3 separate regions of the Sus scrofa genome follow, and regions 2 and 3 are each linked to region 1. A link is a contact called in public Hi-C and HiChIP or PLAC-seq data. All regions are on one chromosome and are shown on one strand. The core of a region is the stretch at or near the end of the contact, and the rest is flanking DNA. Distances in the headings are between cores, read along the strand shown.

Evidence for each region. A called contact is a pair of places that touch in the nucleus more often than the background predicts. HiChIP or PLAC-seq counts read pairs in DNA pulled down with a chosen protein or histone mark.
Region 2: an H3K27ac HiChIP or PLAC-seq map of skeletal muscle shows a contact between it and region 1. The contact joins the promoter of LDLRAP1 here to the promoter of MTFR1L in region 1. A contact is called at or near these places in 4 of 5 promoter capture datasets (fetal liver, fetal skeletal muscle and liver) and 1 of 2 datasets of contacts at active chromatin or transcription factors (skeletal muscle).
Region 3: a Hi-C map of liver shows a contact between it and region 1, with 11 times the contacts expected there. The contact joins the promoter of PAFAH2 here to the promoter of MTFR1L in region 1. A contact is called at or near these places in 1 of 5 promoter capture datasets (liver), 10 of 47 Hi-C or Micro-C datasets (embryonic fibroblasts, fetal skeletal muscle, heart right ventricle and 4 more) and 2 of 2 datasets of contacts at active chromatin or transcription factors (alveolar macrophages and skeletal muscle).

The regions. Positions count from the first base shown.
Region 1 is chr6:83,263,918-83,266,700 of Sscrofa11.1, forward strand. MTFR1L (mitochondrial fission regulator 1-like) reads left to right here and starts at 1,434. Exons shown (of 7, transcript XM_021095596.1): 1 at 1,434-1,572.
Region 2 is chr6:83,029,270-83,032,052 of Sscrofa11.1, forward strand. LDLRAP1 (low density lipoprotein receptor adapter protein 1) reads left to right here and starts at 1,360. Exons shown (of 9, transcript XM_003127708.4): 1 at 1,360-1,564. The coding sequence starts at 1,477.
Region 3 is chr6:83,445,554-83,448,336 of Sscrofa11.1, forward strand. PAFAH2 (platelet-activating factor acetylhydrolase 2, cytoplasmic) reads right to left here and starts at 1,414. Exons shown (of 11, transcript XM_005665126.3): 1 at 1,156-1,414.

The DNA.
Region 1 (2,783 bases), core at 184-2,683:
CTAATTCTTTTTTGAGGGTAATTCTTATTTGAGGGTGGGACCATTAAGAGAAACTTGTAAAAGAAGGATTGGAGTAGAATGGGAAAAGGAAAACCCTTGAGCAGAGATCGAGTCTCAGAGCCAAGTCTTGGCCAGATTGCTGGTGCAGGGCTCTGGAGCATAACCCACACTGCCATCCAAACTGGCCTCTTGTACCCTTTAGTAGTCATTGGCTTATGGGGTAGAGTAACTTCCCAGGTTAGGGCTTCCATTCTCCCTCCTGCAAGGGCAATTTTCTGGAAAATGGGGCAGCTGTGAGCAGCCAGTAGAGTTGCTGGGGGATGATTCACTGGTTGGGTAAAAGGGATCTTCATGAAGAACCAAGATAGCATCTGTCACACCAAGGAAAGGCAACTAGAGCGAATTCGCAAGATCTGCCATTGCCCAGGACAGGAAAGTAATGGTTAAAGCATGTTTGTCATCCTGGAAAGAGGGTTGGAAATGGAAGCCAAATTTCATCATTTAAAATATGGTGGGATCAGGGTGGACACCGTCTCTGACCACGGCCAGCTACAGAGTTTACAGGATCAGTGCAAAATGAAAACGCAGGGCCTTTGTTGAAAAAAAAAAAAAATTGTTGTTAATTTCAAGAGGGCAACAGCAGGCACCAATTAGTCTGAGCGTGAGGCCTGTGTGAATGCACAGCTTCTCTCCCCAAGAAGCCAGTCTGTCTCTGGCAGCTAGGACTTGCAACCAAAGAACTATAGCCTGGAAGCCAAGCACAGCCACGTGTTGAGGTCAGATGAGGACATGTGACCCAGGCCTGGATGTCATGGAGACCAGGACTCTGAGGCTTTGAGCACAAAGAGGGAGTGGGTGAGTGAGTCTGGAAGGAATGTGAGTCTCTTTCCCAAAGCATCTGGTGTCTTGCCAGTCTAGCCATCTGATCATCCAACTCACTGAGTATACCTGTGTGTGTCTTTGTGATATACCTAACTGCTAAAATAGAAGAAAGCTACAAAGCCCTGGAGAGCAGAGTCAGAGGAAGAAAGGCCCATTCTTGCCGCAGAGAAGACTGTAGAGGGTCTTGGCTGGGAAGTATGAACTGTGAAGCCACCAGGGCGAGATGGGGCAAAGCAAGCACTAAATCTGGGGCCTTGGATGCCAGAGGGAGGATTCTGAAGTTTGCACTACAGTTGGGAAGAGCAAACACCGATCAATGTGGGGGCCAAGCAGCAACACAGGCCCTTTCCAGAGGTTGGAGCCGGACTAAGCGTGGAGAGTGGTAAGGAGGGAAAGGAGGCCGAGACCAGCGGGAGATGCGACTGGGCGGACCTCGGGGATCAACTTTCCCCAAGGCTCGGACGGCAGGGGGCGTGGCCTCGGGGCTTGTCTCCGCCCTCGGGATCGGCACGTGCCGCCGCCCCGCCCTCCGCGGCTGGCCTGCCCAGGGCGCGCGGGGCCGCGGCTCGGTGCGCAGCTGCAAGGGATCGCTTCCGGGGGGCGGGTCAGCGGAAGTGAGGGTGGTAGAGGCTGGGCGGCCCGCTACGGTAGGAGGGGCCGTGAGGTGAGAGTCCTGAGCCGGAGGCTGAGGTGAGACTAGGTGCGAGTGCCGCCCCAGAGTGGAAGCGCGGCTTTCCGGGTCCGGCCGTCGCGCAGCCTAATGAATGCCAGGCGCTGTGCGTTCGGTGCCCGCGGCTCCGGTGCCCGCGCCGGTTCTCGCGGCAGCCACTGTTGTCCACCTCACTCGGCAGGGGGGAAACGGAGTCCCCGGAGGCAGTTGCTCGCCGGAGTCACCCAGATGCGCCAGAGGCTGCTCGTTTCGGACGCCCCCTCGCTCCTGCCGGGACCCGGCCCCGGGCCTGTGGGTCCAAGGGCCGCCGGAGCTGCGGCAAGAACTTGGCCGACCTTGGCCTTGTCGGGTCGGGCTGTTGCGGGGGAGGGGAGGCGTGTCCCGGGCGAGGTCCCTGGGGTCGCGCAGAGTGTCGGCGCGGCGGAGACCGGGGATGATGGGACCAGGCCCCGCTCGGGAGGCGCTGCGGCTCCTGCGGGAGGCCGTGTGTAAACACTGGGACGGCAGCCTCGGAAGGGGCTGTGGGGGCGCAGAAGTGGTCGGAGCCGGCCAGCGCGGCCAGCGCGGCCAGCAAGCTGGGGGGTCTTCTAGCCGGGCACTTGGGGTGGGGTGGAGGGTTGAACTCGGCGTTCTCGTCCGTTTCTCGATTGGACAAATGAAATGCTCAAGTGCCTACCGTGTATGGAGCAGGCGCTGTGCCCTGCTGGGAAGTCGTCGCCCTTGGGGCAAACTTCACGGCACACCGTTACCTAGATACTGCTGAAGGACCCCAAAGGAAACGCAGGGTGCCTCGGGGTGACTGTCAGGGAAGGGGAGGCGATGCTTGAGCTGAGCTCCAAGAATGATTAAGGATGAACTTGGTGAAGAGGGTGTTGGTGTTTGAAGCAGAGGGAATAGTGTAGACAAGACCATCGAAGGGCTGAAGGGCCAGTGTGGTTGGAGGGCAAGGGGAAAGCAGGTGTGGCTATGAAGTGTGCGGGGGCCAGAGTGGACAGGCCCTGGAGGATGAATGCGGTGAGTGGGTAGACAGGACAGAGAAGGGTGAAGATGAGGTTGGGCCTGACTGCCGAGGCCCTGCAAGCCATGCTGAGGAGTCTAGATGTTATCCTCTTGGCTCTAGCAAGCACAGTGGGTTTTAAGCATGACAGGAACATGATTAGCCAGGAGTTCTAGAAAGATGCCTCTGGCTGTTATGTGAGGGTTAGGTCCAACTGAGTTTGGAGGTGAGTTT
Region 2 (2,783 bases), core at 110-2,609, 230 kb before region 1:
GGATGGCCCTGTAAACAGCCTTCATTGCAGCACAGAGTTTCCAGGCTTGCTGGTTTACTGGGCCCATATGGTTCCCCAGGCCAGCTGGACGCCACCAGCTGCCCTTCACCAGCCAGCCCCAGGTGACTGCTTTTCCTTCAGGCTTCAGAATATCCTCTCTCTGCCCCAGGAATGAGCTGGCTTGGGGTTAGAGAGCTGGGGGTTCAGCCCTGCGGACTTACTTAGCCCTCACTGCAGCCCCTGGCAGGAGAAGACAGCCTGCTGGGGCGAAAAGCTGGAGAGAGGGAGGAAAGGAGGGAAGAAGGGAGAAAATAAACACTGACTATATTCCAACTCCACTTGGACTTCTTCCTAGGCATTTGGGATTCAGAAATGAATCAGAAAAACTGACTGCCCTCGAAGGACACAAAGTGCGACGGAGGCAAAAAGAGTAGAAACGGGCAACAACCACACTCAGGCCTGTGGCATCTCACCAACAGAAGAAGTCAGGCTATGGTCTGAATATATGTGCTCTCCTTTTGACTCCCTTCCTAAAGTCTGATGGGAAGGCACAAGATCCTAGAGAGAATTCTAAATATTGGACTTAGAACATCTGTGCTTGAGGAATTCTGAGTCCAGACTCCCACTGAAGTGCCTTCTAGCAAGCAGGGGACCGTCTGGGTCAAGGTCTGGCAGGTTGAAAGAATCGCTAGAGGTAGGATCTCATCTCACTTTACAGATAAAGATTAAGGCCCAGAGAGGGAAAGGAGTTGCCCGAGGTCACACAGCAAGGCAGCGTCAGAGCTAAGGCTCCTTTCCCCACACCTCAGAGCATAAGACTCAGGCCACACCACCTCTGAGACTACTTGGGGAGTAGGGTGGGCAGGGGGCAGCCCAGAGTGCCCAGATGGTGCCAGGGAGAGGCTGGGTCTGTTGGGTGAGTCAAGTGCCCAACGGGTCTTGCTAAGGCAAACTTTATATGTCTGCCTGCCCCGTTGCCAGCAAAGTTCTATCACGGTCAGCTCTCCTTCCAAGCCTCTCACTGCAGTGGGCGTCACCCTCTTCTTCTCTCCGCCCCTCAGTCTCCCCATCAGTGAAATGGTTTTCAACGACTTTTCAGCTGTCGAGAAATCTTAGGCCAGCGCCTGCCTCCCGCGACGGGTGCGGCGGGTCTCCAACCCTCAAGCTCCTCCCCGTGGGAAATAAGGAAGTTGTGGAGAGGAAAGAAAAGACGGGGCGCCTAGGACTGTCGGCTCCCGCCTCAGGGGGGGCCCTTGTCTGACAGCTTTGGGGAGCTAGGGCAAAGGCCCGGCGGGGGGGCCAGGGGCAGGGCCAGGGGCGGGGCCGGGCAGGCCCTCGCCCCGCCCCGTCGGACGTCGGCGCGGAGCTCGCACGGGGAGGGGAGGAGCGCGGAGCCCGCGCGCCGCCTGGCCCCGGCGGAAAGTTTTCCCTGACGGAGTTTTGGCGGTGGCAGCAGCAGCGGCGGCCAGAGCGGCCATGGACGCGCTCAAGTCCGCCGGGCGGGCGCTGATCCGAAGCCCCAGCCTGGCCAAGCAGAGCTGGGGGGGCAGTGGCCGGCACCGGAGTGAGTGTGTGCGCGTCCAACCGGGCCGGGCGGGGGCCGGGCGGGGGTCGGGGCTCGCGGACCCGCCTCCTGCGGGCCCCGTGGGGAGAGGAAGGGCCTGACCCGCGCCCCGCGGCCTGGCGCGACCTTGCCCGGCCCTGCAGGGTTAGGGGTCGCCAGGGGTCAAGTTGTATTCCCGCTTCTGTCCCTACTCTGTGCGGCTGGGGACGAGGGGAGGAGACCGGAGCTCGGGGTCGCCAGGTGAGGTCTGCAGTGTGAGGGGGTTGCGGGTCACAAGAACAAACTTGCGCTGCCCCAGCGTCTCCCCACCTTGGACAGCTAGGGGAGGCAGGAGCTCGCCGTCGGTACCTGGGGGAGGGGGAGGGGGGGCAGGCTTTTAGGAAAATGCCCCCATCCCGCACCCCTGCACTCGAGCCCGGAGGTCCGCGACTGGCAGGAGCCCACTTGGCAACCCCCACCCCACCCCGGTCCTACCCACGAGGCCATCTTTTGACTCCTGGGCGCCCAGAAGCCGACTCAGGTGTGAGCCTAGGTTCCCAGGTACCTACTTGAAGTTGGGGGTGAGGCTCAGCTTGGGGTCTCAGAAGATATTGCACACCCGGCTATCTAGGCCCCGTTGTCCCTTCTTCTGGTTGGGTCCAGGTGGCAGGGCTGAGATCCTGCTATTTTTGAAACCTGCTTTTGTCTCCCACTTTCCCCCTTGAGCTTCCCAAGTCCCTGGGCGCCCAGGGGAATGGCAGAGCCACCTCTCCCAGGGGCCCCTGGGAGCCCGGGAGGAGCCTCGCCCGCCTTCCCCTCCTCTCCCTGTCTCCAGTTACTCTCTGGGAACCTGGCACCTGGCACCTTCCCCTGAGGCCTGAGAAACCCAGTCCAAGTCCCTCGTTTTTCATGAGGAGAAGCGGAGTGGCTTGCCTGGGGTCACACCTGCCATCCTGGTAGATGTGGAGCCAAAGCCAGGACTCCTGCACACTCCCACTCCTCTGCCAACTGCCTTGGCCCCTGGCCTCTCCTGCACCAGGAAACTGCTGTCAGTATAGTCACACCCCACCCCCTTCCCTCTTTGCCTTCCAGGGCTCCACCAGGGGAGCCCGAGTTCCCCAGGCCCGGGAGTGCCAGCGTGTCTGGGCCTAGGGAGCCCGCCTGCCCCGCCTCTTGCCCACTCTGCTCTTCCAGCTGTGGCTGCCTTTTAAACCAAGACTGGCACTGGGAATGTGGCCTG
Region 3 (2,783 bases), core at 164-2,663, 180 kb after region 1:
ATAAAACGTTAGGGATTCATTAACAATGCTATGTCTCTCATCAGGCCCAGCCAAGCTTTTTTTTTATACCCCCTCCCACACTCCCAGATTTTTCTGGTTTTTCTGGATTACACCCTTTGACAAAATGGTTTCTTTCCTCCCAGCCTTTTCAGGCCTGAGACACTCCTACCAAAACCAGAGTCTACTAAACAGGCCCAGAAGAGCCCAGAGGGAATGGACAGGACTTGCGCTGCAGCTGTCCATCTCCTGGTGGGGCCCCATTTCCAGTGAACAGGGACCGCCCTTCTGCCAGCTGCCTGGACTTTTCATCACTGGCTATTTCAGGACAGAGTCCAAGATAAGCATTTCTCTGGGACTTCCTTTCAGACAAAGCTCTCTGGAGACTTAAAGCTCATTAGTCTGAAGTTTGGTCTCTGAGGGAGTGAGTAATACCATCCTGTTCTTAGAAAATGGAGCCGCCAAACACTCGATGGCAAGTTTGAGCAACAATGGGGCGGAACTATAAAAGGAGCCAAGAGAGCATTCTAGAACATTCATAATTATCATAAAAATGATCGCTCTCGCTTGTGGAGGCTTTACAGTTTATACAGCACTTTCACACATATTAGTCTACTGGCTCCATAAGACAGCCTCAAGCTAAGACTGAGAGAGCAACTGTCACCTCCACTTGGCAGACAAAGAGAGTGAGTCCCAGAGAAGTCGTATGATTAGCCCAGTCACACTGCGAGAGAGCTGCAGAGCTGGAATCAAACCCCGGTCTGCTGACTTTAAGTCCTGGGCTCTTCCGTGGATTGAGAAGGAATGGTGACCCTTCTTCCACTAGCATGAAAAACAGAAAAGTTAGGGCAAGAATGAAGCACACAGAAGGGGCAGCGCACAAGGAAGCCCAGGTTTCAGAGGGGTGACGCCGTGGGCTCAGGGTGGGGCTGTGGACTCCGCTCACCGTGGGATTCCGGGGCAGCTGGGGGAGTGACAGCGCAAGATGACAGTGGGAGAATGAAGGATGCGGGTGGATACTCGAGGTGTCTCAACAGGAAACAGAAAGTAATGTGCAGTTGCTAGGATTGAGAGGAGGAGTCTCCAAACCGGGCTGGAATATGAGAAACTCCGCAGACACTTCAGTTCAGAATAAAAGTTTTCTCCAATCAAACTTACCCAGTCAAGGTGATCCCTCAGAAGCAGCCCAGACTATCACCTCAACGGAATCGAGACGCTGCCCCGGAGCCCCTGGCCCTTCGGTAGTTGTAGTTTCCACAACTCAACCTTAGCGCTTAAAAACGTGTCCCGCCCCTCTGTCCGGAACTATAACTCCCGAGGTGCACCGCGCGAGATTGCCCATAAAGACCCTAGGACTACAATCCCCAAAATTCCACACGGCCCCCCTCATCGTTGGGCGCAACCCCAAGGCCGGGATGCGGTACAATTCCTCCACCTGGTGGTCGATTATGAAAGCCTGAGCGGAGGATTACGGTTTATAGTTCCGGTTAGTAACCCTCCGCCTAATTGTTCCTCAAATAATCCCTGGGTGTGTCTGAGGGTAGCTGGAGCTTTTTTTTTATTCTCAGGGAATAAGTCTGATCTTGTTTTGTGTTCCCCACTTTGCTTCCTGTGAGAGTATAAAACTGCTCATTCAAATTCAGGGCACATTCCCCACCAACCTGTACCTGTTGACACGTGATATTCCATTGTCCTACAGAAATGCATGGCCAGAACTGAGAGGATCCTGAGAGATCCCGCGCTGTCCCACCAGCCCCTCCGTCCATCCTCGCTTTGCCGGTTCTTAGGGACACAATGGTGAATAGGTTACTGTCGCTAGCCTAAAAAGAATTCACAGTCCAGCAGAGGATTGGGACAAATGAATAATTACACAGTGCTGTGCGTTTTCTAATGGGGAAAAACCAAGGGGTTGTGGGGGCCTTCTTGTAAAGAAACACCTGCCCAGGCCTGGGGAAATGGAACGGTGTTATCACGGCTTCCTGGAGATTTTACAGAAATGTTAAAATTGAGAACTGAAGGAATAGAACTTACCGGGGGTACTGAGAATGTGAAGAATGTTTTACACCCCAGCTGGAGCACAGAGCATGCGGGATGGAATAAAGAGTCATATCTGAGGAGGAAGGGCCACATCCTCAGGAGCCTTGTAAACTTCCATAAGAAATCTGGATTATTCAAGCAGCTCAAAAACTTTCAAAGGCTTCCTACTACCTACTGAATGCAGTACTAACTTCTTAGCTTGGCATTCAATGTCCTCCCCAACCTGGACCCCCACCTACTTCCTCAGAAGTATTGCCAGTGGTGTTCTCTGCCAGGAATCGCCCCTCTTCTGCCCTACCCCCAGCTGTTCACCTCCTCACCAATCTCAGGACTAGCAGGTTCTGGAGTCCTAGTTGTGGTACAGCAGAAATGAATCCGACTAGGAACCATGAGGTTGCGGGTTTGATCTGTGGCCTCGCTCAGTGGGTTAAGGATCTGGCATTGCTGTGGGCTGTGGTGTAGGTCACAGATGCGTTGCTGTGGCTCTGGCATAGGCTGGTGGCTACAGCTCCCATTCGACCTCTAGCCTGGGAACCTCCATATGCCGGGGGAGCAGCCCAAGAAATGGCAAAAAGACAAAAAAAAAAAAGAAGACTATCAGGTTCTTATTGTTACCTCCACACTTATATTCATGCTCTTCCCTCCACTAGGCACTCTGCCCTGCCTGGTGGCCTGTCTAATCCTGTTCTTCCGTGGAATCTACCTCTCCACGAAGCTTCTCTGATTCCGCTCCAGTCCCAAACCACCTC